Regions from separate parts of the Anas platyrhynchos genome. Here region 1 is linked to region 2. A link is a contact called in public Hi-C data. All regions are on one chromosome and are shown on one strand. The core of a region is the stretch at or near the end of the contact, and the rest is flanking DNA. Distances in the headings are between cores, read along the strand shown.

What was found. A called contact is a pair of places that touch in the nucleus more often than the background predicts.
Region 1: a Hi-C map of skeletal muscle shows a contact between it and region 2, with 3 times the contacts expected there. The contact joins the promoter of FIGNL1 here to the enhancer-like site in region 2. A contact is called at or near these places in 3 of 8 Hi-C or Micro-C datasets (liver, skeletal muscle and subcutaneous adipose tissue).

Annotation. Positions count from the first base shown.
Region 1 is chr2:72,733,426-72,737,495 of IASCAAS_PekinDuck_T2T, forward strand. FIGNL1 (fidgetin like 1) reads left to right here and starts at 1,336. Exons shown (of 3, transcript XM_027451767.3): 1 at 1,336-1,471; 2 at 1,946-2,094; 3 at 3,592-4,070. The coding sequence starts at 3,600. DDC (dopa decarboxylase) reads left to right here. Exons shown (of 14, transcript XM_005022746.6): 14 at 1-921.
Region 2 is chr2:72,603,237-72,607,627 of IASCAAS_PekinDuck_T2T, forward strand. The region is part of intron 4 of GRB10 (growth factor receptor bound protein 10); the gene reads left to right. Among named protein-coding and RNA genes, the nearest start is that of DDC, 56 kb to the right of the region's middle. Within about 2 kb of position 1,630, at least 3 of the 8 cell types and tissues checked have an H3K27ac peak or open chromatin away from gene starts, as enhancers often do.

The DNA of each region.
Region 1 (4,070 bases), core at 86-2,585, 130 kb after region 2:
GTTAAGTCATCTGAAAAAAAATAAATATCTGGGCTATGTAATCAACTCAAGAACAAAACTGTTAAAAGGAATATTTTTGAAAGGAGGACCTTGCTGCTATTTCTGTTCTGTAGCTTTGAAATATATTTGTAAGTGAAATGACTTTTGGTGGCAAACACTGTATGAATAGTTAATATGTGAGCCTGGATTTATTGTGCCTTGTGTTCAAAAGCTTATAGAGCCTGTGCCGATTAATACTGTTTGCTGTTAAAAATAATTACAAAGTCTCAGAAATGCACTTTAGTAGAATGTCCACATCTCAAAGAAAGCAGTGCAGCTCCTAGATGAGGGAAAAAAAAAGTAACTTTTCAGTAGTCATATGGATTTATTTTTTTTTAACTAGTGGAATGCTAGCACAATGCCTACTCTCTTAATAATGACAGATTATATTTTATTACTGATGGTGAAATACCGAAAAGATGTATTTATGAAAGGTATTGCTAATATGTTATACTCTGGACTGCACTGTAGCTCTGCAATTTCTAGTTTCCTCTCGGCGTTACATGTCATACTCTGTTCATGGCTGTTCGTCTCCGCTGTCAACCTGTGAGGACACCGTATTTGCTGAGGAGTGCTCCTGTTGTGATGTCTTACAGCTGTAGTCCAAGCCTTGAGATGTACACTTGAACTGCTCGGAGAGTGGAGCAAATGAGAAATAAAATTGGAGAAACTTGAAGACCATGGTGGAAGGGCAGGCAGCTTAAATGATTATTGGTGGATTATGTCTAAGAGTATGTAGAGTCCATATGACCTAACTGGAAAAATAATGTTTAGTGGTTTTTTTATTATTACAATTTGTGAGCTGTACAGTTCCTCTAAAATCTCTATCCAAAGCATATTAAACTGACACAGAGATTTTATTAATGGCATTAATAAATGAAAAAAAAAAAAGACTGGTGTCTGTCTTTGCTGTTAACCAAACCTCCCACATTTTATTCGCGCCAGATATGCTGTAAAGCGTCCATCCCCTGCCAGATCACTTCAGCATATTGACTTTCACAGAATCACACAGAATCACAGAATTTCTGGGTTGGAAGAGACCTCAAGATCATCGAGTCCAACCTCTGACCTAACACTAACAGTCCCCACTAAACCATATCCCTAAGCTCTACATCTAAACGTCTTTTAAAGACTTCCTTGCTCGTTCACTGAACGCACTGCTTTGCCGACAGGACATTTCCTCTCCCCTAACGTGCTTTGGAACAATTTATTGCCTCAGCCAGGGCTGAGGCTCCCCAGGCTGGGTCCCCCCTCACGGCCGGGTCCCTCCCCCTCAGCCGCGCCGCCCCCCCCAGCCCGCCCTTTCCTCGGAGCCTTCCCTCTCCCTCCCGGCTCTGCCTGACGACCGGCTGCGTCACCGGCGTCCCGCTATCCCATTGGCTGGCGGGGCGGAGCGCGCGCGGGGCGCACAGGGGGCGGCTGGCGGCGGCCGGTGGGTGCGCGGCGCGCGGCGGGAGCCCCTCCCCTCCCCTATCCCCTGCGGCGCGCGCGTGGGGGGCCGTTGGTGGCCGTTGCGCCCCCTCAGCCGTGAGGGGGCCCCGCGGGCCAGGCAGGGCGGGGGCTGGCTGGGGCCGGTGCTGGGGCAAAGCCCCCGGAGCCGGAGGTGTAGGGGAAGGGGAGCTGCCTCCTGGTTAGCTGGCAGGGGATAAAGGGGGCGTAAAATCTCACGTGCACGCGTTTCAGAAGAAAAAAAAAAGAAAAAAAGTTAAAATTTGGAGCTAGCTGCCGAACTGTGCGCTTACTAGTTCCAAACGCGGCCTGTCAGAGGTGGGGGAGTGATTGCATCGTTGTGAAATGGCTGCTGATTGGGGGGGAGGGGGTGTTCTATGTTTTATGTGTTTATACTCTGAATTATGTGAACCACGGAGGTACTTCATGTGAGCGAATACGAACTTTTATGTTGCAGAAAGTGCTTTTAAGTCACCATGGAAAAGCCACGTGCACACTGAGAGCTTAGCATCTTGCCCAGCTCACCTGTTGCAGGTGGGTACTGGTGGGAACTCGCACTCCACGCGGTAGCTGCAAGAGAGACTTTTCATTGTGCAGAAACTGACGGTAATTTTTTTAATTCCCATGTAAAGGCACTGAATTTAAAGGTAAAAGGTGTTTTGGCTTTCCTGCACTTGGGCCGAAACCCAACACAAAATAATTTATCTCCTTGTTGATTATGTGTGTAACCCCTCCTGCCATCACCAGGTCATGCTCTGTGCAGTGCTGCGCTCATGCAATCACTGGGCAAAGACTTTTTGAAAGTAAAAATGAGGCCGGCCCCTGTCCTTACCTTACCTGAGGTATCTCCGCAGTCTTGCACTTTGTGTGCTCTTACATGACTGCACTCAGATGCACTCTGCCGCTGATTCAAGAGAAAATTGCAGATTGACTCGTACTCTGTTTCTGGGATGCGTGAAGAAGGCATGGTCATGCACTCCACTTCAACAGCTTTTGTTTTATTTATTTTTTCCTTTTTTCTTTTTATTTTTTTTTCCTCGCTGGGAAATCCCAGTACCTACTGAGGTTAAAAAGTAGATATTAGAATTTGATGTGTTTCAGTCCTGTCATGTATTGAGCAAGTCTCTTATGGACAGATCAGGAGATCGGAATTACTGTGTGTTAGGCACTTTCTGTAAAGCCTCTTGGGGCGATAGTAGATGTCGCTAATTTTGCCGGTGCCTGTGTCTCTTCTGAAATTGTTAATTCCTGACATTACCAGAAATATTTCTGCAGACCGCAGAGAAGAGACAGCTTTGGAAATGTGTCAAAAACATGAGCATGTCCTCTCAGAGCTAGCAAGATGTGCCTTCCTAAGCAAAGGTCATCTTTCGTGTTTCTTAAACTAAAACCTAGCTGAAGGAACTTAAATTTTGCTTTCTAAAACTGAAAAACAGTCATCACTATAAACACACAAGGCCTTAGTTTCTCGAAAATAAGGGAGGTTTTAGTACGGTCTAAATGGAATACGTAGTTTTGAACATGTGTTATGAATCTGTCAGTATCTAATTTGAAAGTTTACTAAATGCAAGCCTATTCATTCCATTCTTACCTCCCCTCGTTTTGCATATAGTTTTATTTAGTAACTTCATTGTTTCATTTTTTATTAGCATCACTGTAATAAATTTCATCTTTTTGACAATTACCTATAAACTGACCTCCTCTGCACTGTGCAGTATTCCGTCAAACAGGAGTGAAAGCATTGCTGATTTCATTTAACAAGGCCAATTTTTGTTTGGCCATCTGTTACCTTCCTTTGCAGTCTACTTACCTCCCCAGGAGACCTCTGAGTAGAAGCACTCTCTCTCTCGTGTCCCTTCTTCTTTTCTTTCCTTGAAGGAGAAAGAAGAAGAGTACCCCAGTTTTAGTGGCTTTTTTCCACAAAGCTGTTTGCCTTGTGAAAATGCTGAAGTGTGCAGACTAAGTGACTTACAAGTACTGCGCTATTTCCCTCAATTAAAATAATGCATGTGTTCGTTTATATGTCATTAGAGAAGAGAGAAGCAGCCCGTAAGTAGTTGTGAGATGCATTTTGTACCAACGGGTATTGTGTGTGTGTTTCAGTGTCAGCGATGGAAGCACCCACTCACAGCACCGTGCACCTGAGTGACTGGCAGAAAAGTTACTTCGCTCTTACCTCTGGCACCTGCACGCCCGCACAGAAGGCTGATGAATACCGTGCCAAAATTCTGCGTATTCAGTATGCATGGGCAAACTCCGAGATCTCTCAGGTCTGTGCTGCCAACCTCTTTAAAAAGTACGCAGAGAAATACTCTGCAATTATTGACTCTGACAACATAGAGACTGGCTTGAATAACTACGCTGAAAACATTTTGACTTTGGCAAAGTGTCAGCAAAATGACAGTGACAAGTGGCAATCTGCCTTGACAACAGATAATGTATTTGAATTAAAGTGTGTGCAGGAGAGGATGCAGGCTGGCAAAAATTTCCAAAGCGCTCAGATGGCACCGACAGATGCCTTTGTACCAGCCGGTAACGGGGTCAGTGCCTCTGCCACTCCGGGTCTTCCTAGACTCGGTGTC
Region 2 (4,391 bases), core at 380-2,879:
GAAATACCCAAGCTCTGTTCAGGTCTTACTAAATTAAAACTTTTGCCCAGTATATTGTTACCTATAGGGAAAGTTGAATGTGAGTCAGAAAAGGAGCTTTCAGGCCATAATGCTTGAATTATATTTGCAGCTGAAAAAAACGGGTTGTCTTTTCTTATATGCAAAACTATGTTCATGTAGCTGGAGTTTAAGCCATATGTTTCTTGTTAAGACACTTTTGACCCTTTTCCAATACTTTTCCATCCAGTTGTCCCCACTTTTCTTCAACAAGCAGTTTGCAACATTGCCTATGCACAGCTCTGTATTTGTTTCATATTCTTTCTTGTCCCGGCGAAGAACTATAAAAGCAGTAAAGCACTGAAAAATAGCTGTAATAAACCACTCTTAATTTTCTTGCAGTAGATATTTGTTGTTGTTTCACAATAGTAACAAGCCATTTTCTTTGTTTTACTCAAAAAAAGTGCATGTATTGGGAATCATTTTATTTTATTCTTCTCGAGCAGTCCTATTGAGGCAACTGTACCAGTTTCACCTCCACAGGAAGCAGTATGCCAGCTCTGGCTGTGCTGCCACACAGGCACCCAGTGCTGCTTCTGAAGTTGGTGACAACTGGAGTGCTCCCCAGAAGCCAGAGAGCAGTAAGAAACAAGGGGTGTCCTGTACGACCATAGGGGATGTGGGCATTTCTGCAACTGTGGCAAAGTCCATGCCGAATTTACATGCAGCCCAGACCTCTCACCTGATCTGCCGATTGCCTGTGTGCTGTGGTGATGGTCTTTCTTCAAAAACAAAACCACATGTAGGCAAATGGGACAATCGTTTAATGGAAAGCATCAATGCATCCATCTTGGATGTTAAACTGGAATATGAGCTGTACTGAAATCATTACAGGTTTATTCTTCTGTGTAAAAACAAATAACAATTATTGTAGGCTTTTTAAAGCACGTAGGGAGCTTGATTACACTGACATACAATTTAATAGTAAAAGCCTGAGAAAAGCAATTATTCTAAACCTTCAGATTGTTTCAAAGGTAACTTCCACAGTCCGAAGGAGGTCTAATACAGTCGTGTTACCAAACGTTTCATAAAAACGAATTGTAATTAAACAGATATATGCTCCTAAGAGGTTCACTGCTATGATCCTTTATTGCAATTCTGCAGATGGAAACAGCCCATTTTGAGTTAAGTCTTAATGGTGAGAAATTCTAGATGTCAGCCTGTTTCTAGTAAATGGCAGGCAGTTCTGTAAAAGCACAGTTGAAGTTTCAGTAATATGGTCAGCCAGCTTGTGAGCACGGGGATGAAAAGAACTGACTAGCTGTGCTGTTCAATGAGTAACTACTTAAGAAAAAACACAACTGCATATCATCGTAATTTCATCAGCAGCTCATGTGGTGAGCAAGACAACTCAGATGTCTCATGTTTGGAGAAACGATGACCCTTCGAGCAGGAGCTGCCAAAAAGCTCTTAAGTTCTTTTTCAAAGCATCAAGTAGCAAATAAGCAGTCGAACTGAGAAAGTTTTGTCCGTGAGCTATGGCAGGAGAAGGCCGACTGGAGAGACCAGTGCAGGAGCAAGCATTTCTTTCTTTACCCTGTGCCTCCCCGTCCTTCAAGTACCACCCGTCTGCCTTCACCCACAGTGCCTGGCCAGCAGCCAAGCGAAACTTCAGCAGAGCTCGGCGGCCGCCTCAGCTCTCCTGCTTTCTGCTCTGGGAAGGGCAGCTGAAGGCAGGAGCAGGAAGGAAATTCTCGAGGAGACGTGATGGGGCATTGCAAGGCCCTTTATCCCCACGTCCCCATGTTCATAAGATGCGTGCACACCTACAAATGTGAAATCTCTGCACGCCTTGCGGGTGGGGAGAAAGGACAGCTGAAAGTTTTTAAACATCATTTACTTAACAGAATAAATATGTGTAAGAAAAATGGTAACCAGAAAATTATACCAAACCGAGACCAAGCATTTGTCTAAAAGATTGCTAAAAACATCAGACAGCTAGGTTACCACTAATTGAAGTCCATCTTTGTGTTGCTGGTATAAACTAAGAACTGGTTGGTAACTTAGGTTATAATTTCTGGTTGTGTACAAATATTTTGGAAAAAGTATGCAATAATTACATGTAGGTCACTGCGATGCCACAGGATATTAGTCTAAAGTATCTTGTGTGAGTCAATGAAGCTTTCAACTGTAAAAATAGGGCAAATTTCTCACATCCCCCCTCTATACAGCCCAGGCAATCTTCCAAATAGCAGTTTGATGTACCAAAATTGTTTACTCTTTTCTAGCAAATTAAACTCACAAATGCATATGAATTAATGTTATTCTTTTTCCAGATTTAGTTACCCTTCAAGGGAGCTCCTGTAAACAGACTTCTTAGTTTTAATTGTTTTAATTACATGTTACGATACATTTTTTTGATTTTTCTTCCCATAAAGCTTTCATATTGGCTGTTTTGAAGACAAGGATGTTGATTTCCAAAAGAGAAGCTGTATAAAAATGTGAACTTGAATAATGTGTATAATGAAAACTTCATGTGCTGTTAGATTTTTCATGTGACAGATAACAAATTTTGTAGTTAATCTTTTATTCGAATAACGTTTAACAACGTGACTTGGTGAAAATAGATGTTGGCAACAAGATGTTCAAAAAGTTTTTATTTCCCCTAAACAGGCCAAATCCTGTAGCTAGATTAACCTAGGCAATTCCTTAGATCCGGGCAGCCCTTTGGCCCAACTATAAAACATAGGTTTCCATGACTGTGATATATAATGTTGTTTTCCTCAAAGCTTTCTTTGAAAGAAGAATTTTAAGCTAAATAATATTAATAAATAATAATAAAACTACATAGATTGCTTCGTAGCATGTTTATTGTGTTTAAATTGGGGAAGATCAGGCCTCTGCTATGGGGCTGTCATCCCTTTATAATCATAGAATCATTAAGGTTGGAAGAGACCTCCAAGATCAACCATCCCCCTGCTACCAATGTCACCCACTAAACCATGTCCCTAAGCACCACGTCCAACCTTTCCTTGCACACCCTCAGGGACGGTGACTCCACCACCTCCCTGGGCAACCCGTCCCAATGCCTGACTACTGTGAGGAGAAATTCCTCCTAATTTCCGTCCTAAACCTCCCCTGATAAAAGCACGTCTTTGAATCTCTCTCTCATTTGGTGAAGTAATGCTTTCCCAAACGAGATGACCCAAGTTCGATGGACAACCACTAAATGAGACGTGTAGGGAAGGCGCCCCATTTCTTGTCGTCTTGTGACCCGTGTCACGCGAACGCGTTGTCCCATTACTCCCGAAGAGATCAGGGAGTGAGCTCATGCGGTTTGGAAAGTCTCAGTAGCTCGTTACTGATGATAAGACTAACGAGTAGCTGAAGAGTAATGAGCCCGCTGGACTACGCTGCGGGCAGCCAGTCTTCAGCGCTGTCCGTGGGCACCGAGGCTTTTTGGCCAGGGCCTTGCAGGCTGCCAGGGACCAGGATGAGGACAGATCCAAAGCCACTCTTTCTTCTTCCTTGCGCCTGTTGTATCATGAGGCTCGGTAGGGAGAAACGCGTTTCTTCCTTCTTGCTTTTGGGAAGTGCCAGAACAGTAGCCGTAATCCCAACACGAATTACTGGAAATATGAAGAGCGTCTCGCGTTCAACCCCCCAAGTATGCTATTTGTTGGGCTTTTTTTTTTTTTCTGTTTGTTTTTAATGACACAAACCTGGCCTTGCTCCCGGGAGCATTTTGGCTCTCTACCCGTAAGCAGCGCTCCCGCGGCGCGAGCGTGCTGGAGGCCGGCTGCGTGCTGGGGGGACGCACTGCGAGGGCTGGCCAGACCCAGACCTGTGCTGGCAGCCCTGAGGGACTTTGCTGCCATGCAGCAGTGCTTTAAAAAACAGTTTACGGTGTAGTGGCACCATTGCAATTAGCCTGTAGGACTGCCTTGTGTAAATATTGAAATATTGAGCGGCCTGTAGCATAGGCTGTAGTAGCTGTGCGTTCGCATGTTCACATGAGGTTTTTTTGTATGCACGTCTTAGGTGTGCCCTTGCATGTTTTCTATTGCGTAGTGTGACTCTTGCTATATTTTGTTAATAGCACAGTGAAAAGAAAAATATATAGCTATCCTCTGCTTTGATCAGGAGCTGAAAGAATTGAGAAGCTGTCAGGCTGAGAGTGCAGGGAAAAATTACGGAGTCACAGCGTGGCTTGGGTTGGAAGAGACCTTAAAGACTGTGTAGTTCCAAGCCCCTGCCATGGGCAGGGGTGCCAAACAAGAAAAAGATGAGAGAAATTCCAGTGTTTAGTGAGGCAAGCAGAAATAGGTTTTGGTATAAACATCAGTGCAGTGGGGAATTAAAAAAACAACAACAACACAGAACTCTGTGGAGTG